Linked DNA regions of Oryctolagus cuniculus: region 2 is linked to region 1. Evidence: chromatin contacts called from public Micro-C data. All regions are on one chromosome and are shown on one strand. The core of a region is the stretch at or near the end of the contact, and the rest is flanking DNA. Distances in the headings are between cores, read along the strand shown.

Region 1 (5,501 bases), core at 2,685-5,184:
AGAGAACTGGATTGGAAGAGGAGCAGCCAGGACTAGAACCGGAGCTCATATGGGATGCTGGCACCAAAAGTGGAGGATTAACCTACTGCGATACGGCACCGGCCCCTATGTGGTACTCTTGACACAGTCCCAACACATAGTAGACATCATGTGGATATTTAATAATTTCTGATTCACTAAAGTGTTTCTTTCTTGTTTAAAAACCCTTAGGTTTTCATTATATGCAAATTAAAAGTCCCAAATCTCTAATCTAGTTTCTAGAGCAGGTGTCAATATCCCCAGAACTCACCTGACCTGTCTTATTTCCCATTGCTTCTCTACATACATGCTGTGCTCTGCCAAACCAGTTTTATAACTTGTCTCCGAACACACCTTTTTCTTTTGGTTATATTTTATTCACTTAGAAAAAAATATTATCCCTTTATCACAGTTCTCCCCATCATTAAAATCAAGCTTAGATTCTCTCTTTTCCAAAGTCTTCTCCATCTATAGCTATCCAGACACATCAAGCACTCAGAACTCTGGTCCATGCCCTCAATGAGTGGGCATCAACCTACGAGTGGACTTCCATCCAGTACTGCCGAGATGGTTACTCTGTAGATGTTTAGAACTTTCATTCACATCTCTGTTGACATTTTGCTCCTCCACCTTGCCACTAAACCCCACAAAATCTAGGACTTGATTGCATACAATAACCCTTAGTACCTTAAGTATCTCAGAACCTCCTAAGTTTATGGCCTCCACTATGGCATATAATTCACAGTAAGGTTCAAATTCAAAATGCAGTAAAGTTCAAATCTAAAAGAAGTCTTTTACATATCTATATTTAAAAATATATAATATATATTTTAAAATTGTGAACCTTAGTTTAGCTGTATCTTAGAAACAAAATTGAGTATTTATCAAGCTGTGTGCCCAGCAATCTGGTAGGTATTGTAGAGAATATGATGATATATGCAGTAGACTGTTGTGAGACAGACACTAAATATACACATGGACAATGGCCAGAGCATATATAAAAATAGAACTCTGACCCACAACCTCTGAAGCAACCAGTTCAGAAAAGCAACCACAATCTCTGAAGCCAGCAACTCCAAATGACTAGGACTTGATCAACAGCTGCCAGTTTCCTTAGTTTTTGTCTTATTTCCAACTTTGGACCAACCAGAGAAAGCCAAATATGTACCCCTTAACTAACTATATAGGATGCCTTTCTTCTAGTTAACCTGCCTCCATCATCCCTATATGAAACCCCCAATCAGGGTTGGAGGGCATCCATGAAGCCTTTCCTCCTTGTCCCAATAAAGCTTCCACATTGCACTGATTGCCTTTGTGTTCACTGCTGAACACAAGTGACTATGGCTGTCTGCTTTGCTATAGTAAGTTTTGAGTACAGCTGTCTCAGTATCTGAGGACTGGTTTTAGCACCCTCAGATACCAAATCCTCTGATGTTCAAGTCCCTTATTTAAACTAGCATAGTGTTTGCATATACTCTCACACATTCTCCCACGTGTTTTGACTCGTCTAGATTAGCTATAATACCTAATATACAACATAAATGCTATGTAAATAGTGCTTAGTCTATATTACAGGATTTGGGGATTAAAGACATGAAGTCTGTACATGTTCAAGGAAGATGCATTTTCCCATCAAATAGATAAAGAATCCTCAGATATACAAAGCTGACTGTAAATATCCTTTGTTGTACTCATTTGAAGGTTATTTGCACATGTGGAATGTACAGGTTATAGCTGCATTCAACTATTAACACACACACATCCTTTGCTTTCATATTAATTTTGTAGTATATGTATTGGGGAAATTATTTTCTCTGGAGTAGATTTCAGGGAATTTTTCGAAGGTGTCAGAATTATCACCTGATGAATTGTGAGGGTTTACAATGAAGAGATTTCAAAAGGATTTAAAAGTGATCAAGTTTGAAGAATAACAGGGAAATTAATTAAAAAGAAAAGATTAGGACTGAGATCAGGAAAATGGTACTACCAAATGACATAAATGGAGACTTGGGAGAGGAATTATGTATAAGGAAAAGTTCAAGACACAGAAGGATGTTCAAGTTCATTAACCACTGACTGCCAACTCTGCTAGGCACTAGTTTTGGTGCTGAGAATATAGTGGAGAACTGAGGCACAGTGGGGGTAGTGTAATCTACAAGGGTACATAACAAACTGTGGTGAGATTAGGAAATAGAACATGGCTTTCCTGGCTCTTAGATCATGAGGAATAGTTGCAGTAACATTCTGTTTTCAGACTATGTGTCATACATGTAGAATAAAAAATTTCTAAGTATATTACAACCCTGACATCCTTTAGAATGTTAATGAAAGAAAGAAAAGAATAAACTACTTCTGGAATAATTTGATTAATATCTGCAACCAAATTTCCCCTGAATAACAATTGCAAGTAGATGACTGTTTTTCTTTTTTTTTTAAACTTTTATTTAATGAATATAAATTTCCAAAGTACAGTTTATGGATTACAATGGCTTCCCTCCCCATAACTTCCCTCCCACCCGCAACCCTCCCCTTTCCTGTTTTTCTACTCTGCACAACTTACTAGAATACATTTCTGACTTATTTATTATAAATGCTTGATGTTGAGAGTTTATTAGAAACTGATTAGATCAACACAACAATGTTCATTGGTGCTTTTTGGTCATATGAATATATATTAAATTTCTGTGAAACAAAGAAGACTTAAAAAGTAATGTCAATCCCATAATTTCATCGTACTAAGATGTCAAAAACGCATTTGTGGAGGCCGGCATGTTAAGCATCCCGTTTGGGCACTAGGTCCAGTCCCCGCTGCTTCACTTGGATCCAGCTCCCTGCTGATGGTCTGGAAAAGCAGTGGGACATGGCCCAGGTGCTTGAGCCCCTACATCCATGTGGGAGACCTGGAAGAGGCTCCTGGCTGCAGTCTGGTCCAGCCCCACCGAATGCGGCCATTTGGGGAGTGAACCAGCAGATGGAAGATCCTTCTCTGTCTCTCCCTCCCTCTCTCTCTCTTTGTAACTCTGCTTTTCAAATAAAATAAATCTTTTTAAAAAGGCACTTGTGATAGTCAATACCAGTTATCTTACAGAATTCTTAAACCTCATTTTTGTTTTCCAACTGTAAGTCAAGATGCCGACCACTTGGAGTCTATGTGCCACGAATCGACATATAAGCCCTTTACATTTGTAAACTCACATAATCCATCCACACACACACACACACACGGCAGATAACGGCAGGTACTTTCATTATCCCCATTCTTTAGATGAGGACATTGAGGTGCCACGTGAGAAATATTTTGCCCTAAGATACAGCTTGTCAGTTCAAGAGCTAGGATGTAGTCTACATATGAAAGTTTCCAGGAACCCAAAGTATTCCCAGGCCACTTTGCTTTCCACTCCCCTCTTCGAGAAACGGGTGACAAAAGTTACCAACTCAGCAGGAGAGGGAGCTGCTCGCGTAGGTTCTAGGGAGGGGTTGTCTAGAGGCTCTCACTTCCCTGCTCGCTCTCTTCCCCACCCAGCGCCGCCAGCTTCCCTCTTTCTCCCTCCGCCTCACCCTACTTCCTTTCTTCCTATCGCGGCTCCCCGACCGCGTCACCGACGCATCTCCTTGATGGGCGCGGCATTCCGGGCAATACATCGCTGGGCGCTGCCAAGTCACCGTGGAGATGCACCCACGGTCTGCCGTCGCCGCGACGTGACGTAGCCCGCGCGCCGCCGTCGGGTCGGGGGGCGGGGCCGCGGAGCTGGCCGGCCGGGGGCGGGGCCGGAGCCAGGGCCGAGCTCCGGGCCTCCGCGGCCATCGCAGCTTGCACTGTCCCTTCCCCTTGCTCACTCCCCGCCCTCCCGGCCCGAGTGGAGTTGGGAGGTGTCGGCGGCCTTGCCCTGTGGGGCACGCGGCTTCAGGGGCTCTGCCTCCACCGCGGCGCGATGTCGAGCGCAGTGACAGCTCTGTGAGTCCGAGGCCGCGGCCGTGGCGCTGGGCGACGGCGGGACCGGGCCGGGTCCGCTCATGGTGCCGCCACGACGCCATCGCGGGGCAGGAAGGCCAGGTAGGCAGGCAGGGAAGGGCCCCGAAGTCACCCGGAGCCGAAGCCGGAACCAAGTGCCCGAGAACAGCCCACCTGCAGCCTTTGCTAGCGCCTTGATAGGACCGCTGATGGTGGTCTCGAGGGGTGGAGAGAGCGGTCGGCTGACAGGGGCTTCTGACCCGGCTCCAGACTCCAGCGATTGAGCCAGCTGCTCGTGCGTGGTCGCCTGGGGCTTTACCTCTCTCTCACCGGAGGCGCCACCGACTTAACTTTTTTTCCTCCAAAAAAAAGGGGGTGGGGTGGGGGTGTTTCCTTTTTAACAGCTGCTTCTTCCCTTCCTGAAGAATTACTGCTTGGATCTGAAATAACGAGATGTAGTGACAGGCGTGGGTGGGGGAGCGTGGAGGATCCTTTTCCTCTACCACGTTAAGGGGGTTGGAAAGGTGCCCTCAAGACCCACTGCAGATCACTGCCTCTCCAATCAGCGAATTCCACTCCGGGAGCTTAAATGCAGAAAACACATTTGTAGAAACGGGCGTGTGTCTGGACCTTGTCTCTGGGGTGAATTCCTCTGCAAGGAGACATGAATGGAGTTGTGCATTTGTGAGACTCGGAGCAGCTGTCTTCAAACAGCTAACTGGTCTTAACTAAGCTGACTGGAATATTGCTCTCCCCCTACAGCGTACCCCTCAGAGTCTGATCTGAGGGGCACAGGGAAAGGGCACAGGGAAAGGTGTCCATTATGCTTGACACTTTGATGTTTTCATTTGCTTTCAGTCTGAACGTGAGGGGTGGAAAAGATGTGAAAAATCTTGAGTTGACGTTTTCGTAAGCAGTGTTTTGTGGTTTTTAGGTGTGCTGAGTTCTTCACCTCCTTTTAGACTGAGATCCAGGTTTTCAGGCATTGCTTTCGAAGATCTCCGAAAGGCCCTTACAACAAGGTAAATTCCAGGCTCTTTAAATACTAAGCGATTTTCATACTGAACATTAGCTAACAAATGTCACGTGTTTCTGTTCCACTCCTTTTTTCTTTTTATTCGCTTGTTTTTCCAAAGTCATCTCTAATGAGATCTGTATTTTCTGAAAAGCAGACTACAAATGGTGTGTGTGTTTATCATGAACCGCATGAACTCCCCGAACAGTGGCTTCACTCAGCGCAGGCGGATGGCTCTGGGGATTGTTATTCTCCTGCTTGTTGATGTGATATGGGTGGCCTCTTCTGAACTCACTTCGGTATGTACCTCTTATTCAGTAATGGTGTCACATGAGAACGACACTATTTCTCTTAACCCATAGTAGTTCTATCCATTACTCTCATGCTTACTAAAAATTGTGTTTTAAATATTGTGGGATTATTTACTTTTCTTTTATAGTGAATTGTGTCAATTCAAGTGAAAACCTGTTTTTTGTTTGTTTTCTTTTTCTTAAGATTCATTTATTTGAAAGGCAT
Region 2 (5,688 bases), core at 3,146-5,645, 130 kb before region 1:
AATTAGGGAAATTTCTTAATTTACTCTAGATCTGAACATACCTTTTATAACAAGCTGTATTAACCTCTACTATCATAATCACCAGAAATAACTTACCAATGTAGTGTTTAGGAGTCAGAGGGGGACATAAAAGGGAAAAGGAAAATCACAAAGTAAAGCTCTATAAACATGCTAGACCTTAGCAGGACAGCAGGAGTTCCCTTATTTGACTTGAATATTGCAGAAATATGAGTGAAAATATGCCAAAAAAACAAAACAAAAAAGGAACCCACTTGGGATAATCTTAACCTTCACAAATATTACAATGTTTTACAAAATTTGCTAATGTTTTTCTCATCACTAATGGCAAATTTGAGTTCTGTAATTCAGTTTTATTTAAACAACCAGCTCCATCAATGGGAATCTGTGTGCCCAAATTTTATTCTACAATGCTTTTCCAATACAGACCAGGAAGTGTGTAGATAAGGTATAAATATGAAGGAAGTATTTCTAAATGTTTTTGAAAATAAGTATTTTTGCTTATGACCTTAAGTCTAGGTCATTCTTATTTTGAGGAAGATCCCTAATTTAAAATCTAGAGGTTGAGTTTCATGATTACTAACTCTCACAACATTTATCATCTAAGACCACCAAGTTTCATAGACGGTCACTTTTTTGGTCACCTTTTGCTTAACTTACATAATGAAATGAAATGAGCAACCTGATTCAGGATATAATTTTTCACTTATACTGAGTGGGTAATTTTAATTAGAGACCCAAGAGAGGAATGCATTCTTTAAGCATAAAGAAGTATACAAATTATACATGTGGTTTGCATTTGGGGACCACAGTATCTTAGAACCCAAAACTCCCTGTTAAGGCTATCCTTACAGATGCTTTTTTATCTGACCCAACCTCAAGGACTTACCTCTACACGCTAAAAATAAAGTTGAAGGTGTTAACTTTCCAGGAGTGGCATTTAATAGGCAACTGGAAAGACCAAAAAACCCTTTTGAGGCCCAAAATAAAAGAAACTGTAATCAGTGCCATTACAGTCATTGAGCATCCAGTTAATAACTTCTCTTTATGAGGTAAGATTAGTGTAATAACGTATTAATTGACATATTAAAACAAACAAAAATAGATTTAACCCCTCTCTTCATTCCTCCTGATCACTCAGCAAAAAAATCCAAGGTTGATCTTTCAGAAAAGAGGTCACTTAAATACAGTTACCCTCAATAAGATAACCTAATATAATATTTCAAAAGTAACCAAAACTGTAACATAAATGGAGAGAAAAATTAACATATTTAGATTACCAAGTTATTTATTAGTTTGACAATTATCGATACTACTTTTATGGGTAATCCAGTAATATCTAAAGCATTAAGCATTCATCTAGCAGCAATATTTGTCACTTTAACAAAACACACCTGAAAAGTCCTACTCAGGCTACATTTAATTTTAAAACCAATCTTCCACACAAATTACTCAGCAATTAGATTAACAGAGAAATGTTTAAAAAACACTAGTTCAGGGAAACAAGACTCCAAGAAGAATAAGGTATAATAAGATATCCATAAGATATCCATCAAAATAAATACATACATATATTCCAAAGCTAAGCGAAGAGTGGTTCCCAAGGAAAAATATTAAGAAGTCAATTGTTTCCTTCTGCCTTACTGGGGCTTCAGAAACTGTCACTCTAGCATCAAGTTTTGAGAACTAAGACAAGGGAAATTTTAAATAGAGTATATAAAGAAAGAAGCAGATGTCATATTTTAAGTAACAATAGTATGGTGAATAATAAAAGGGGGAGAAAAGGCTATCAACAGCTCCCTTCCCCTCAAAAAAACTGGAAGGTTTTAGGGATTAAACAGATATGATCAGCATGGGCCAAAAAGAAAACTAAACTCCCGCTTCCAATACACCAACATAAAACAGTCATTCTACATTAAAACATAAGCAGTTTATTCTCTCTGTAAGGATATAGCACGTACCGTAACTCTCTGCATGTCTATATTAATGCAAAAGGAAAGACTACTTTCAAGCCATTCTGTTTTAGTAAAGGGCTCTACAGCTCTATGACAAACGACTCCCAGCAAAGGAAGCACATTCCTCTATACCTCCACACCTTCCCCCTGGCTTTAAGATCCCGGTTTCTGTTCCAGGGTGTTTCCCTTCCCCCTTCCCCTAAACTGCTATCTAGCACTGCCAATCCAAGTGTCTCTGGAACCTGGTTAAATTTGAAAGTTCTAGTAAGATGTGTTCAGGTTGGAAACGAAAAACTACCTTATAAGGGTATAAAAGACTGAAAGCAGGAAGCGGCTTTGACAAAACTAAGGAAGTTGCAGCGCGCTTGCTCACTAGGGGACTTTTTTGAGGCAAGAGAAGTAACACATGACATTTTTGTCTCGAGTTAAGATGTGACTTGGTTCACCGGTAGAAACCCCCTGGGAGATGGAAAAGACCGGGAGTGGACACGAGGTGGGTGGTCGAACGAAAGCCCCGTCCCAGCTTCCCATTTTCCGAGTCCCATTCTTCCCTCTCCCCACCCACACCCGGGGCGGTGTTGTCACAGCAGTCTTGCAAAACCCACAAGGAGCGCTTCTCTTTTCTCGCCCCTCTGCCAGGCTGGTCCCCGCGCTCGCGCCCCTGGCTCCCCAAGCCCCACGGGCAGGAAGCGGCGCGGAGAGCGGGGAAGGAAGCCAGGTGGGCTGGGTTAGGCAAGGCGACCACCCCAGATGACTGCGGCCCCCGGGGAGGCGAACGTTCCCACCTAGATCTCCTTGGGCGGCGCTGCCCACCGCGGGGACGGAAGCGCTGGAAGGGGTCGCGCGAACGAAGCCGCTCCCGGGGGGGTTCTCGGCCCCGCGCCCCTGCCCCTGCCCCAGTCCCAGTCCCACGAGGGTGAAGCCAGGGGACGAGGGAGGCGCTGGCTGCGGGCCCCACCCCTTGCAAGCCGGCGGCTGCAGCTCGCCGCACCATTCATCTCCCGGCCTCCTCCCTCCCCCGCCATTTTCCTTCCTCCGCCTCAGTTTCCCTACCCCCGCCCGTGAGCCCCCTTACCCCGTGCCACAGTCCACCACACAGGCCGGCAGCCGTCCCGCCATCTTCCTCCTCGCCTGCTGCTGCCGCTGCCGCTGCCGCCGCCGTCTGCTCCGTGCTGCTTGGGGCCAGGGATTGGCGGCAGGAGATGGGAACTATCTGACCATCCACAGCCGGGCCGCCCTCTCCGTCCGGGGGGGAAGCTGGCAAGCCGAAGCAGTAGCAAGAAAGCAGCAGGCTCGGTCAGCGGCTACCACTTCCGCAACCCAGGCAGCCAGGCAGTCCCCGCCCTGCCCCGCCGCGGCCTCCTCCCCCTCTCTCTTCCCTCCTCCTCACTCCTGCCCCCACCCTACAACTTCTCCCCCTCACGCCGCCTTTCCCCAGGAAGCCAAGATGGCCGCCGGTGCCGACGCCCCGGCCAGGCCAGGCCCAGGCCCCGAGCGCTCCCCCTTCCGGCTCCGAGCGGGAGGGGCGAGAGAGCATGCGCAGTGAGGTGCGGCCGCCGGCCGAGGCTCCTGTCCGGACGTCGACGCGATCCGTTTCGGGTTTTGCAAAAAGGTGGAAACGGAGAACGCAGCCCCAGCCTCCTCCAGTTGTCTTTTTGAAGCTTTTCGGTGCAACCCTTTGGTTTAGTTTCAGTTATTTCTGTGCGAGTTTGAGGGAAGAATGGAAGCGCATCCTGCAGCTACGTGTATCTCCAGTGCCCCGGGGGAAAACGGACTAATTGAAAACGGCGTTCGCGGCCTGCAGCCATTGTTGGAACTTGAATGGCTGTTTTTCTGGGTGGGAAAGAGTCCTCCTGTGATCGTGGGTGCTCATTCGGGAAACGGATGAACAAAGGCTTGCACGGTGGCCCTCTGGCTTTTGTTCCACGCTTCTGTTCAGCTACACTTGGGCATTGCCACGCTGTCGACTGCAGGCCCCCCAGCGGGCAGGCCCCTGTCAACCAGGAGGGCCTGCCTTCCAGGATATTATAGGGCACATGCTTTACAAATGCCCTTTATGCAAGGCTTTTGGATTGTGGAGGAACATTTCCTTCTGAAATAGATTCTACCATCAGAATAACTACCAGGATTAAGGGTCAAAATAATATTTTTAAATTTAAAACTGAAAGACCTAAAGCAAGGGTTTTCACGGTTTCCTGTGTGATAATCACCTGGAAGGCTTGCTGTAACAGCTTGCTGAGCCACAGCCCTGGAGTTTTGTGATTAATTGGTCTAAAGAGAACCCTGAGAATTTGCATTTCTCACGAATAGCTGGGTTTCCACTTAAAGAATGCAGAAGGTTAATAGCTTTTCTCTCTGCCAGGCATTGTATCTTCTGATAAACCATCCTGAGCTTGTTTATATGAGGCTAAAATTAAAATAGTTTTCATAAGAAAGTGTCTTATTCAGTCCAGAAGATCATGCAATGTGATGTTGAGCTGGCCCGGGGAATGGAATATGGGTTTTTCATTCATTCGTTTGGCAAAAAAAATATTGTTCACCTACTCTGTTCTGGCAGAGACGGTGCTGACTCTGAATATTCAGTGTGTTGCAAAAGATACAAGATCTCTGCTCTTCCAGAGTTTACAGACAGATTGTGTCTGTAAAGGCAATGGAAGGAAGAGAGCAGGGAGCTGTGAGAAATAGTGAGGAGTGGGAGTTTGGAAAGGGGATAAAAAAGGCTTCTCTGACCTGGAAATATTTTAAAACTGAAGCCTGAGAGTGGTAGGAGCTGAGAGGAAGGGGAGTCCCCCAGGAAGTGGGAACAGCAACGTCAAGGACCTGAGGCCAGAACAAGCTTGACCTCTTGCACAAATTCAAGGACCAAAGTGGTCAAAGTGAAGTGAGCCAGGGAACATGCGATGGGAAGTGAAATATTGGAAGGTGAAGCCTGAGAGAGAAGGGAGAATCAAACAATGTAAGAATCTTGGCTGCTGTAAGCATTTTAAAGTCTATCCTAAAAGCAACTTGAGACTGTCCAAGGGATACAGGCAAGCAAATGTTGTGACTGCCTTGTAGAGAATGGGTCCAGCTAAGTCCAGAATGAATCATGGATTGTGTGCTGGAGTTTAGAAGGCCAGTAGTCACATGAGAGCCAACACGTGCAGAAGACGCTCCCCAAAGGGTATCATCATCAATTAGTGTGCAACAAATTCATAGCTATTCATACTAAATAATCCTAAAGCAAGGCTTTTCTAAGAGTTTGTCTTCAAAGAAGTCAAACAGAGATGGTTCTTTCAAATGCGTTGATACTGGTTTTTCCATTAGATTTTGGAAGAAGGTTCTAGATGGGGATTGGTTGCTGCCACTTCCACAAATAATCAGGAGCATTTGGGGGAGCATACACTTGAAAATTGCTGTTAGAAGAGACAGGTGTGACTCAGTAGGGGCAGAGTGAATGTTGTTTCCAGCTGTTACAGGTAATAAGAGATCACAAAGGGATCACAAGGACAGAGACTAGGACCTTGAAGATGCCACTCGGTAGCCCACACTGGTCTTTGGTGGTTGTCATGGAAGTAGTTACATCAAGTGTCAGAAAGTGAGTGTTTTCAGGTCCAGGCAAGGTGAGGTTACAAGTTAAGGGGGCCATGGGGCAGGTGCGACAACATGGAGAACCCTCCCCTGACGACAGACAGCTGTTGCTGTGGAGAAATTCAGGCCTGGTGTTAGCAGAGCC

What was found. A called contact is a pair of places that touch in the nucleus more often than the background predicts.
Region 2: a contact with region 1 is called in a Micro-C map of ear pinna, with 4 times the contacts expected there. The contact joins the promoter of ACTR3 here to the promoter of SLC35F5 in region 1. A contact is called at or near these places in 3 of 6 Hi-C or Micro-C datasets (ear pinna, psoas muscle and an unstated tissue).

Annotation. Positions count from the first base shown.
Region 1 is chr3:111,396,113-111,401,613 of mOryCun1.1, reverse strand. It overlaps SLC35F5 (solute carrier family 35 member F5), which reads left to right and starts at 3,934. Exons shown (of 16, transcript XM_008258490.4): 1 at 3,934-4,072; 2 at 4,905-4,992; 3 at 5,140-5,284. The coding sequence starts at 4,033. LOC103348744 (a long non-coding RNA gene) reads right to left here and starts at 4,053. Exons shown (of 4, transcript XR_011387314.1): 1 at 3,577-4,053.
Region 2 is chr3:111,527,635-111,533,322 of mOryCun1.1, reverse strand. It overlaps ACTR3 (actin related protein 3), which reads right to left and starts at 4,395. Exons shown (of 12, transcript XM_002712405.5): 1 at 3,049-4,395. The coding sequence starts at 3,092. LOC138849008 (a long non-coding RNA gene) reads left to right here and starts at 2,329. Exons shown (of 2, transcript XR_011387320.1): 1 at 2,329-2,466.